Linked DNA regions of Gossypium arboreum: region 1 is linked to region 2. Evidence: chromatin contacts called from public Hi-C data. All regions are on one chromosome and are shown on one strand. Each heading gives the region's core, a stretch centred on a gene start, on an enhancer-like site or on the middle of the called end of the contact. The rest is flanking DNA. Distances are from core to core; before and after follow the strand shown.

The links. A called contact is a pair of places that touch in the nucleus more often than the background predicts.
Region 1: a contact with region 2 is called in a Hi-C map of leaf, with 4 times the contacts expected there. The contact joins the promoter of LOC108464966 here to the enhancer-like site in region 2. A contact is called at or near these places in 2 of 5 Hi-C or Micro-C datasets (both in leaf).

What each region holds. Positions count from the first base shown.
Region 1 is chr1:37,128,944-37,134,745 of ASM2569848v2, reverse strand. It overlaps LOC108464966, which reads right to left and starts at 2,522. Exons shown (of 13, transcript XM_017765248.2): 1 at 2,087-2,522; 2 at 911-963; 3 at 333-501; 4 at 172-235. The coding sequence starts at 2,233.
Region 2 is chr1:36,862,123-36,867,997 of ASM2569848v2, reverse strand. No RefSeq gene overlaps it. Among protein-coding and RNA genes, the nearest start is that of LOC108464961, 7.3 kb to the left of the region's middle. Within about 2 kb of position 2,552, at least 2 of the 2 cell types and tissues checked have an H3K27ac peak or open chromatin away from gene starts, as enhancers often do. A contact at or near this core is called in leaf, where this site is marked.

The DNA.
Region 1 (5,802 bases), core at 1,273-3,772, 270 kb before region 2:
AAATGCCACATCTTTCACCAAATTCATCCATAAATATTTAACCCTAAAGTATCCATCTAAATCATCCCTGGTTAGGTTTGCGGTTTTAGATAGCATCCCATCTATGAGTTACTAGCACCTTAAAGCTAAAACATAAAGGAATAATTCGCATGCCGGCTCAAAATTCATTACCATGTTGATCAGCTTCTTTCAGTTTCTCCTTTATCTGCTTCGACAGCTCAAGAATTTCAGGTGTCTGCAATTTCAAAATTTGCAAAATCCAAATAAGAAAAAGAAAAAACAAATGTCTTCAGATAAAACTAATGGAAGTGAATCAACTTAGCTGGCCTTACCTGTGTAACCTCAGAAACTGATATTGCAATAGCAGCTTTGGCATCCTCATCTTCAAGACGCCGTAGAGCTCTGCCAATTTTCCTATCACACTCGACAATGAGTCTATCAATGGCATCTTCTAATTCTCTGTCATAATTATCAACACCTTTTGACTTGGCTTCTTCATATCTAGGAAGGGTTAAGCAACCAAATATACACCCCTACACCTTACTTCTAGATAGAATAATGATACACCATTAGCCAATAGTCTGTAAGCATGTCTCTCTGACTCGTCTTTTCTTCTAGCATGCACATATTGAGAACATTTTCAAATACTTCAAACGTCAAGCTAGAGACAGCTAGAATTATGTGATCCTGTAAATATATGGCAAAACTCACAAAAAAATTAAACATAACCACATCCAAGCCTTGCACCGAAGGCTGAGAAACCTAGCTGACACCTGATTTTCAAATTGACCACTACATAGTACCTATTGACATACCCCAGGTCGCAAGAGGAGTACAAGTCAAACATTAACAACAATGTTGAAGTCACAATGCAACAATAGTTGCTAGCAATAAGACTTAGCAAGGATACTCTTTCCTCAGCTGTAAAGAGTGGACCTTTGGGCATGGTCCCATATCCATTTTCTGAACCAAGATGAGGAACAGAAAGTCATCAGTAATGTAAAAACGCATAAGAACTTCAGACAGGAAAAAGAAAAAGGATCAGAAACCACTATCTGGTGTATTTCTAAAACCTAGCATTCAACAATCAAACTCAAAACCTTAATAAAGATGGTCCATCATTGATCTACCATGTAACTAAACACATACAGCATCTTTAGCAGTAAATGATTTAACCAAAATCCTCCCCTCAAACAGAAGTATTGTATCAATAGATACCATGAGAAAAAAAGAAAAAAATTAGAAAAAGAAAAAAATTGCAAATACCATAATATGCTTATCTTGAGTGTTTGTTTTCCATGTCACCAACCAATGACAAATTAAAATAGTATAGTCAAAATCCTTTATTCTTCCTAGACATCTTAAGTAAAATAAAACTTAGGAACAGAGAATTTGCATTAAGTTTTCCCTTTCTTTTTCTAATAACAACAAATACCACCTATCATCACTGTTTTTCTCGTTTTCTTTAGATTTCCTGTATTACTCAGATCTATTCCCTAGCTACCAGTAGTAATGCTCCTTTCGGTAATTACTTTGGCAATCTAGTTTTTATTCACTTCCTCAAAAGTTATTAAAAGCAAAAAAAATAAAAAAAAGAATATTCACATTCAGTTTATAACAAGCAAAAATGAGAGAACTCAACACAATCATTCAATATAAAAGTAAAATCATGCATTTTTCCTATTCAAAAAAACTCGAAGCTAGAAATTTCATTTTTCAGAAGCATAATTGCTTCCGTGAACAAATACAATTTCCTTTCATAAGAAAAACTTAGTGAAAATGGCCTAATGGAACTTGTAGAACCATGATTCCCCTTTTTTCCTTGTAACGTATGTTCACAGAAACCAAAAGACTTCCCAAGCTCTTCAGGTTTTTCTTTTTTTTTTGAGAGTTCAAATTCATCGTCTACCTTCCTCTATCACTACACAAATCAAATAGATCTCTCCCTAAGCTGTAATTTAATAAAAAAATCATATAATGAAAGCAGAGATTAGGGCTGGACAAGACAAAGAGAATCATGATAACAAGTAAATAAAAAAGCGAAAAGAAATAAAAAAAAGCGATATCTAAATATTGATAGAAGTACCGTTAATTGGAAGAGCTCGTGAGGGCAAAGACCGGACAAAAAGAGACGGCAAACATCGCGATCGTAGTACTTGCGATTCACTTCACGTACGTCGCCATTTCGATTGGCACCCATCAGCACATCGAGCTGTTTCCTCATAGCGTCCATTGTGGTGTGTTTTTTTTTTTTTTTTCCTTTTCAGGTGTTGTCTTCTCCTTTCTCTTGCAAAGTGAAAGGGGAATCAATATTTAACCTCCAACACTTCTTTTTCTGTGAAAGAGGCAAGGCAAGGCCAAAGGAGACTTTTTCTAGGGTTTGGTTTTCGCTAGGGATCGAGAATTTCGGCCTTCCGGGGGCCCTTATGACAATTTTGATTTATTAGGTTTTTTCTAAGCCAGGGGTGAACTCATTGTTTTTATTTTTCTTTTCACTTTTTTCATACTTTAATTTAGCACATTCTAAATTTATATCATCCATAAAAAATGTTTAACTAGCTACTAAAACTATTCTTTTATTTTTTCTAAAGGCATAATCATAAAATCTCTTTTTAGTTAAATTTGACTATTAATTTTTAAAAAATATCAAATTTGATTCTCAATTTTTAAAAAGTTAATTTATTATTTTTAATAAAAATAATTTTAAAATTTTAAAATTTTAAACATGGTAGTTCGCATGACAATCCATTTATAATTCATACTAATTTTTTATTTTTATGAACTTTTTATAATTTTTTATTTTTGGATTTTTATAAATATTAAATTATTTGTTGATGTGTCATACAAAATAATTAATGTTTTAGTCATTATTTTCGTTAAAAGAAAGCTATTTGACTCTTTTTGAAAGGTTAATGATCAAATTAATTAAAAAATATAAACATTATGGTTTAAATATATTATTATGTCTTTTTAAATTAAAAAAACTAAGAATTAATTGCACCAATCATTTTCAAACTATACCCTTATTCTAAATTGCTTTTCAAACTTCAAAATGTTCTAATTAGGTCATTCCTTACTAAAACTGTTAATTTAACTATTAAATGATACGTTAAAATTTTTGGGGTAGAATTTAAAATAAAACTTTTAAAGAAAAGTAAAATATTACAGCATAAATTTTAAAAATAAAACTAAAAATAAAATAAAACAAAAAAAAAGAAAGAGTGAACAATAATTTTTGCAAAAACTTCAAAACCTTTAAACCAAGAAATTCACAATGTCCATGTTTACAATATTCATTTTTCTTTAAAATTTTTATTTTGAATTATGTTGCATAAGATCTAAAAATAATTTTAATAATGGAAGGATATTATTGATATAGTATTAATAGTTTGAAGATGTAATTAAAATATTTTAAGGTTTGAAAACTAATTTAGAATGAGAGCCATAAATTAAAGATGTTTGGTATAATTAACTAAAAACTAAATAGATTTTTCATTCAATGCAATAAATTATAGTACAACATATTTAATAGAATTAGAATCACAAATGAATTGGTGTTAATGGGAAGGTGGACCACAAGATTTAGGTGTTAAATAAGAACTTTAACTATTATTCTAAAAAATTTGCTAAATACACATTACATTGCACAACTTAGACATAACGTACCCTAAACCAAAATAACTTTGGATAAAGCACATACATGATTTATGCAAGGTGGGACTTCAACCCACACACTTGTTATAATGAAATATTAACTTATTTGATAGGAGTATTAACATTGTAATCTATCTTATAATTAGTTTTTTCTCGTGCAATAAACAAGTTAATCGCATGTTTTATTTAATTATTTTTAATTAGTAATATGTTGGAAACAAAATTTGACATATTATAAATAAATAAATTCAAATAGATAAAATTGTATCTATATTTTGATATTAAAATAATAATTAAAAATATTATAACTTCACTTCATTTACAAACTATTATTTAAAATTTTTTATAAAAAAGGTAAACGGATTATTTTAATTAGTAAAAATAAAAAAAACAATACCGTTAAAAAATTAATATGAATTTTGATTTCAAAATATTTAAACACTAATTAACACCGACCATTGTTTGGTTGTGAAAATCAACCAAATGATACCTATTACACCATTTGAGATGCTTTTTCATGGATTTTTTATTATAATTTTTCGCTCCTCTATTTTTATATTTTCATCCTTAAAAAATAAATTACAATTATGTTTTTTCTCTCCTAGCATTCAACTAATATTTTTTAGGCTTAATAGTATAAAATGATTTTGAAGAATTTCAAAAGAAATTTTATTAAATTTTTCTCAACTTTTTGCAATCAATTGAGTCCTCAAACTTATAAAATTAATTAAATCAACCTTTTGACTGGTGTTGACCATTAAATTCTAATGGAATCGTCGACATGACCGTTAACGATTGTCACATCACACAGTGCCATATCAACAAAACAAAACAATTTAAAAAAAATAAAAATATATTTTAAAATTTTAAGTTTAGAATAAACTTAGATAGCTATTTGTCCAGGTTCATTCGAATCGAATACCAATTTGTTTAGATTCATCTTGAAATTATAAAAAGTTTCAAAAATATTTAAAAATATATTAAAAATAAAATCATAAATTTTAATGAATTAAATCTAAAGTCGAACTAATCTATTACAAAAAGATGAAATTGGATGATAGAAAACAAAATTATGGTTTGATTGTAAATTTATCGATTTATTATTTTAAATTCAAATCCAAAGTTACAATTATGGTTCAATTTGATATGAGAAAAATATTGTAACACTCTATATTTGACCTGACTGTCATGTATAAGCTATGGAATGTCACATTCGTTGCCAAAGCAACTACGAATACAATTCTAATCTATTCAATAATTTATGTAACATCCCGAATTAGGGGCTAGTCAGAACAGTGGTTTCGATACCACAAATCCGATATAGAAATAATTATTTTATGATTATTATGAGGTCCATGATATGTATGCATGCTTGTGTGAAAATTTCATGAAGAAATTCTATGCATAAAATGTCCAATTGAACTTTAGGGACCAAATTGAATAAAATGCAAAACTTGTGTTCTAGAAGCTTTAAGCATGAAATTGCTTTAGATTATAAATTAGAAGGTCCTATAGCAATTTGACCAATTTTTATAATTTTGAACAAAAATGAACATGCATAGGAAAAATTTGAAAGAAAGGCTTTAAGGGCATTTTAGTCATTTGGTAAATAAAAGAATAAAAAGGGAAAATCAAAGCAAAAATGTGCTCATCTTCTTCATGTGGCTGCCGAAAATTCTAAGCACTCCATAGCTAGGGTTTTTGACATTTTCAAGCTCAATAGTAAGTGTTCCCTAGCCCATTTTCAATGTTCTTTACATTTTTGAAGTCCTCGTAGCTTGATTTACCTATTCCTACCCTTATTTTGAAGTAGGGTTTATGTAAAAAATCTACCCATGTATGATATACATGTATTTTGATGTTTAATGGAGGAATATGAAAGTTTGGTGTAAGATAAACATCTTTCACAAAGTGATTTTTCATGAAAACCACTAAAAATGACTATTTTGTAAAAGGCGTAAAATAAGTGATAAAAATCTGATTTTGAAGAAAATTATGGGCTGTTATGAGTACAAGGAAAGTTTGGCTAGGCTTGGGTAATAAAGGAAATGCATGCATTTCATTTTACGAGCCTAAGGACTAAATTATAAATAAGTGAAAAGTTAGGGGTAAAAGGTAATTTTACTAAAGTTTGAATTATGGATTTAT
Region 2 (5,875 bases), core at 1,303-3,802:
ATTGTAAAAGTCATAAAAACATAAAATTATCAAGAAAAAGCAAGAATTAGACTCACATGATGTAAAAATATGAAAACCAGCTTTCTCCAGACCTTCTATGGCGTTTTGGCTGAGAAATTATGAAGAAAATGTCTAGATTTTTCAATTACATCATTATTTAACTATTAACTTTTATCTATTTCCAATTTTGCCCTTGTTCACATTGTTTTCTTGCTTATTTCATACCCAAACCGTCCAGCCATTAACCTTTGGGTCTAATTGCTCTTTAAATCCATCTTTTAAATACTTAAGCTATTTACTCACAATTTAACAAATTTTGTGCTATTTTCAATTTAATCCTTTTCAATTAATTAGCCATCCAAACGTTAAAATTTTCTAACTAAACTTTAATACTAACTCAATGACACTCCATAAATATTTATAAAAATATTTATAGCTCGATTTTCAACTTTGAGGTCTCGATACCTCATTTTTGACCCATTTGACCTAATAAATTCTTTTAATTCACTAATTTCACCATTTCACAAATTCTTCTAAATTCTTACTTGACTCATAAATATTAAATTACTATCTTGTTCAATCTTATTTGTCGAATTTAGTGATCTCAAATCACCATTTCCGACACCACTGAAAATTAGGCCGTTACACCCAATGTCTCATCAGTTAAATATAAGTAAATTGGCACCTAGTGCCTCATCGACTCGAAGTCGTAGAAATCCCTGAACTCTTCTAATCCTATGGCATGCCATCTATATCCGACTTAGCCCGATACAATTAATAGAGTTTAATTTCCCATTTCAAAAACAACCAATATTCAGTATCAATTTTTCATATAATCACATATACATATGAATTCAATTCAATTCAATTCAAATAATCAAGATATTCATAAAATATATATATACATATATATCAATTCAATCAATTCCCATCAATTTAAAATCAATTCAATATCAAAATCTCAAATACTCACCTCAACTACTTACCATAAGCACTAAATTAAAATTTAACAATTAAGAACTAGATTCAGATTATAGAAATACATCCGAGCTGTTTGATGTTGACTTTATCTTTCTCCTTTTTAGTCGAAGATTCCGGTACGACGTTAGCTATGGAATTAAAACAATTAAAATTTATCAGTACAACACAATTTAATTTCATATTGAAAATTTCAATTTTACTCAATATTTGCCTAAATTCCAATTTAATCCCTAAATCGATATTAATTTTATTTTTCACAATTAATCTTATATTTTCATACAAATTTCACTTTAAACTAAATTTAACTCCCTATTTTCACTTAAATTCCTAAATTTTAAAATTTTCACAATTTAGTCCCTATTACTCAAAATTTACAATTTATTCTACAATTTAATCCTTTTTCATTTCTAACTTAAAAATCTATCAATTTAATTCCCAATACTAAAATTATTCAACATTAACAACACTTAAAAACTTAATAATTTTTAAAATTTTGACATAGATTGAGTAAGATTTAACATTGAAATTTTAAAATCATAAAATTACAAGAAAAGAGACTAAATTGACTAACCAATTGAACTTTAAACAATTGAAACCCCTAACCCCGTGGATTTCTTTCTTCTTTCTCTTTTCTTTCTTTTTTCTTTCTTTCTTTCCTGTTTCGTTTTGCTTTGTTTCTTTTTCTATTTCTTTTTCTTTTATTTATTTGTTTTATTATTATGTAATATATTATACATACTTAAATATTAAAGTTTTATATTATAATATATAATAAATTTATAAATATCTATATCATTTATAAGCCATGGCATAATTCCTTCTTTGGTCTCTTTAATTTTTTAAATCTATAATTCAACTTTCACCCTTTATGCAATTTAGTCATTATACCTAATTACTTAATTACTCTTAATTCATGCAAATTCACCTAGCCAAAACTTAATTAGCCACACAACTAGCTTCGTAAATATTTTTAATAAATATTTACGAGTTTAATTTAAGGTAACAAAGTCTCAAAAATACACTTGCCAACACCTGTGGCTATCGGGTCGTTACAAAATCAATAGTTAGTTTTTTAATATAGAACTTTCTTTTCACTAACATGATAACCTTTTAATGTGCTATAGAAAAATGACAATACCATGATAAATAATCAAGTACATTTATTATTTTTAATCTAATGTATTTACCTATTTAATTTCTTTTTACTCACAATTTAAACTTTTTTATTCTAATTTCATACTTATTATTATTATTTTCAAATGAGACGTATTATTATTTATTATATTTTATATGTAAACTTATATATATTCTAATTACATAATTTTCGATAATATTTTTAATTATTATAATTGCTTTGAAAGAAAATCAACGTCCTTAGTTTTCAACTATGGGATTATGCTCTTAGAAAAAAATGCAGATCAACATACCAGAAATTAAATTCAATTTATTACAAACATTTATTGGGTTTTCTCATGTAATTTTTGACTTTATATGCACACAGCTCAACCAACATTTTCCACTTCCACAAGTTACTTTATTCATTGTGGATTCCAAAATCTTCAAAACCAGGTACGCACACACACGTTACCATGCGTAGGTACACTTTACATACCTCACTTAATCAATATTAAATTACCAATAATTCCAAATTATTTTATATCATAACTTTCATTAATTAATTCCAATCGGAATAACTTAAATAACATCAAAATTTCAACCATCTTATGTGATGGTATAGTTAAAAACCTTTCATATTGTTACTCTTACCCTTCCGGCCATCCACTTTTAGCTATTCCATGTGCATATTTGGATTCAAAATCTTGCTTAAACTGATGATGTTGTCAAGGGACTAAAAAGAAAATTAGTGGGTTTAGTGGAGTGGACACCTGCAATTAGCAAATACCGACATAAGGCAAGAGATGATACACTGTGTCCGTAAGCTAAATACATGATCGCCGACAATTAAATTAATTAGTAAATGAGTGACCGACATGATTTGGACAATTTAGGAGGACTGGAAACATCAAAAAAAAAAAAAAATACCCCTTATGTCAAAAGTGGCAGAAGCTGAATCAGATTCAGTACAATGTCACAATCTTGCTTATCTCCTACTTGTAATAATTTTATGGCCCCTTCCTCTACAGAATAATTCAACTCTGTTTGGTCTAATCTTATTATTATTACATGTATTGTGTATAAATTGCAAAATTTAGTTTTTTCTACTTTAATTTAGTTTCAAATTTTGAAATTTCAAACTTCACTTAAACGATAGTACCAATTAAATTTGTAAAGTCAAATTTTGTTATTGGTTTCGTATTGTTGATTAGTTATGCATTTAGTTACTCTTATTTTCTAATTTGATCATTTTAATATTTATATTTTTAATATTTAAAATTTCAATCTTAAAATAAAATTATAACTATTAAATTTGTTAATTAGTATAACTTTAATTTTTTTTTAAGTATTATGTGCCAATAGCTAGCTGGAATAAAATTAAACATGTAATAATATAATTTTGTATAAGACTTTAAAAATAAAGAATATAAATTAGCATATTACTATTTGGATAAAATTAAAATTTTAAAATTCAAAATTATAAACACTAAAATTTAGTTAATAAAAGTATAATAACTAAATTTATGTCTTAAGATTGAAAACAAAATTTGATTTCTTATAAAATATAACCGTTATTACATGTATTTCATGATATAACATTTTAAAAATCGTATCTGAAAATTTAAAATGTTTTTTTTTTTAATGTTATGTTATCCATACGAGAAACAAAGGAAGCATGCAAACCGTGGAATCAATTTCACTTTTATTTTCGGTTTTTCTTTTTTATAATTTTATTTCTTGATTGTCATTTTTAGTACAGTTGAATACACACAACTACACAATAATGTGTTTTTTCTTTTCAGAGAGCAACTATACAATAATGTTATTTTTATAGGTATACATCCCTTTTGTTTGATACATAAATCTTCTATTTTATTCAAGAGTTTGTGGTATTACAACCAGCTAATGAACATAATTCTGTCTGCTAGGTTGATTGATTAATAGCTCATTCATTTTGAACCCAAAGTATATTACTATCACTTTTATAAAATAAATTTTACACATTTTTTTTAAAAAGTTAATAATATAGCAATTTATCCATTTATTTTTTTCTATTTTGATCTCTAAACTTAGTTTAATGATGTGATACTCGAGATTGTATCATATTATCATTTAAAATGATTTTTACTGTCAAATTCAAGTACCAAAAATAACAAATATATATATATATATACACATATACATACTAAAGTAGATATAATTGCTAAGTTTAGAAGGTAAAAGTTATATAAACCATTTATAGAAGGGTAAACAATAAAATTAGTCACTTTTATTTGTCTCGGATTATATTTTAGTCACTTATGTTTGAAATATTACATTTTAGTCACTTACAATTGTTTTGTTATGAAGTAGTCACTCTGCCTTTAAGCTCATTTACCTTCCTAACGCTGATCCTACGTGGTAGTCCAAATGGGTTTTAAATGCCAACTTGGATGTCCTACATGGCAATCCAAATTAAATTTATTTAATAAAAACCTATTTTCATCCCAGCAATTAGACATCTAAATTGACATTTAAAACCCATTTGGACTGCTATGTAGGACTGCCGTTAAGGAGGTAATAGAGCTTAACAGTGAGTGACTAATTCTTAACAAAACGATAATGTAAGTGACCAAAATGTAACATTTCAAACATAAGTGACTAAAATGCAATCTGAGGAAAAAAAAAACTAATTTTGTAGTTTACCCGTTATAAAATAATTTCTTCGTGCATTTAAGACCCATTTCCTACAATTTTCTCACCTAACCTAACCCTGCGGTTGAAATTTCAAAGGAGTTGAATGGAGTAGTCTTCAAGGTCTCTTTAACTAAAACAAATATTTGAGTACTTATTCTTTTACTTTCAATTTTCTCCAACTGCCGCCATTGAATTCATATTTATGACATTGTTTTGCTATCTTTGACATTATACAAACTTCTGTTTATGATTATAGACTATGGTTTTCTCTAAATATAAAAAATTGAAAACAACATTACGTTTCTTAAATGTTTATGTTTTGGTCTTCCGATGCTCCAATTTTACTCATTGCCTTTCAATTTAGATTTTTAAAATTGTATATGATTTCTACTGAATTTAAAATTATATGTTCGGAAAATAAATTATTTTAAATTTATTGTTTGAATAATTAAAAATTAGATTGAATTTCGATTAATTTAAGTTTATAAATAATCTTTGTTACTATTAATAACGAAAAATACAATATGAATAACTATAACATTTCTATCATCATTTATGAATCTCTTAATTAAAATCTTTGTTTCGGATAATTAAAATGTTTAACTTTGATTACACTATTCATTATCGATAATACATGAGCAAGAACTATTAGTATTCATTTTTTTTGGGAGGGGATCAAGATATTCTTCGTATCTCATTTTATGGTTTGTAAATATCTTTCGAGGTTAAAGCTATCTTTTCCAATAATTTTGTCTTTAAAGTTCAAACAATAAAATATTTATTTGATAGAATGAGCTTGGCTACAAATGATCATATCACCAAAATAACATACATAGTTTTTAAAAGTTAATTTTTAATTTAATTATAAAATAGTAAAAACCGGATAGATATATTTATAAATCATAAACTTTTTTTTTCTGAAATTTTCCCATAATTTTCATTAATTAAATTGATGCTTGACCGACTGTTTTACATAGTCTAATTGTTGATTTAGTTTGCAAATATTTTGAGTTTTTTTTCTTTTTCCAAGTTAGTGGGATATGTCTGTTCTACAAGGAAAAACATGTGATGAAATCGAAATAAAAACAAGACATAGATATAC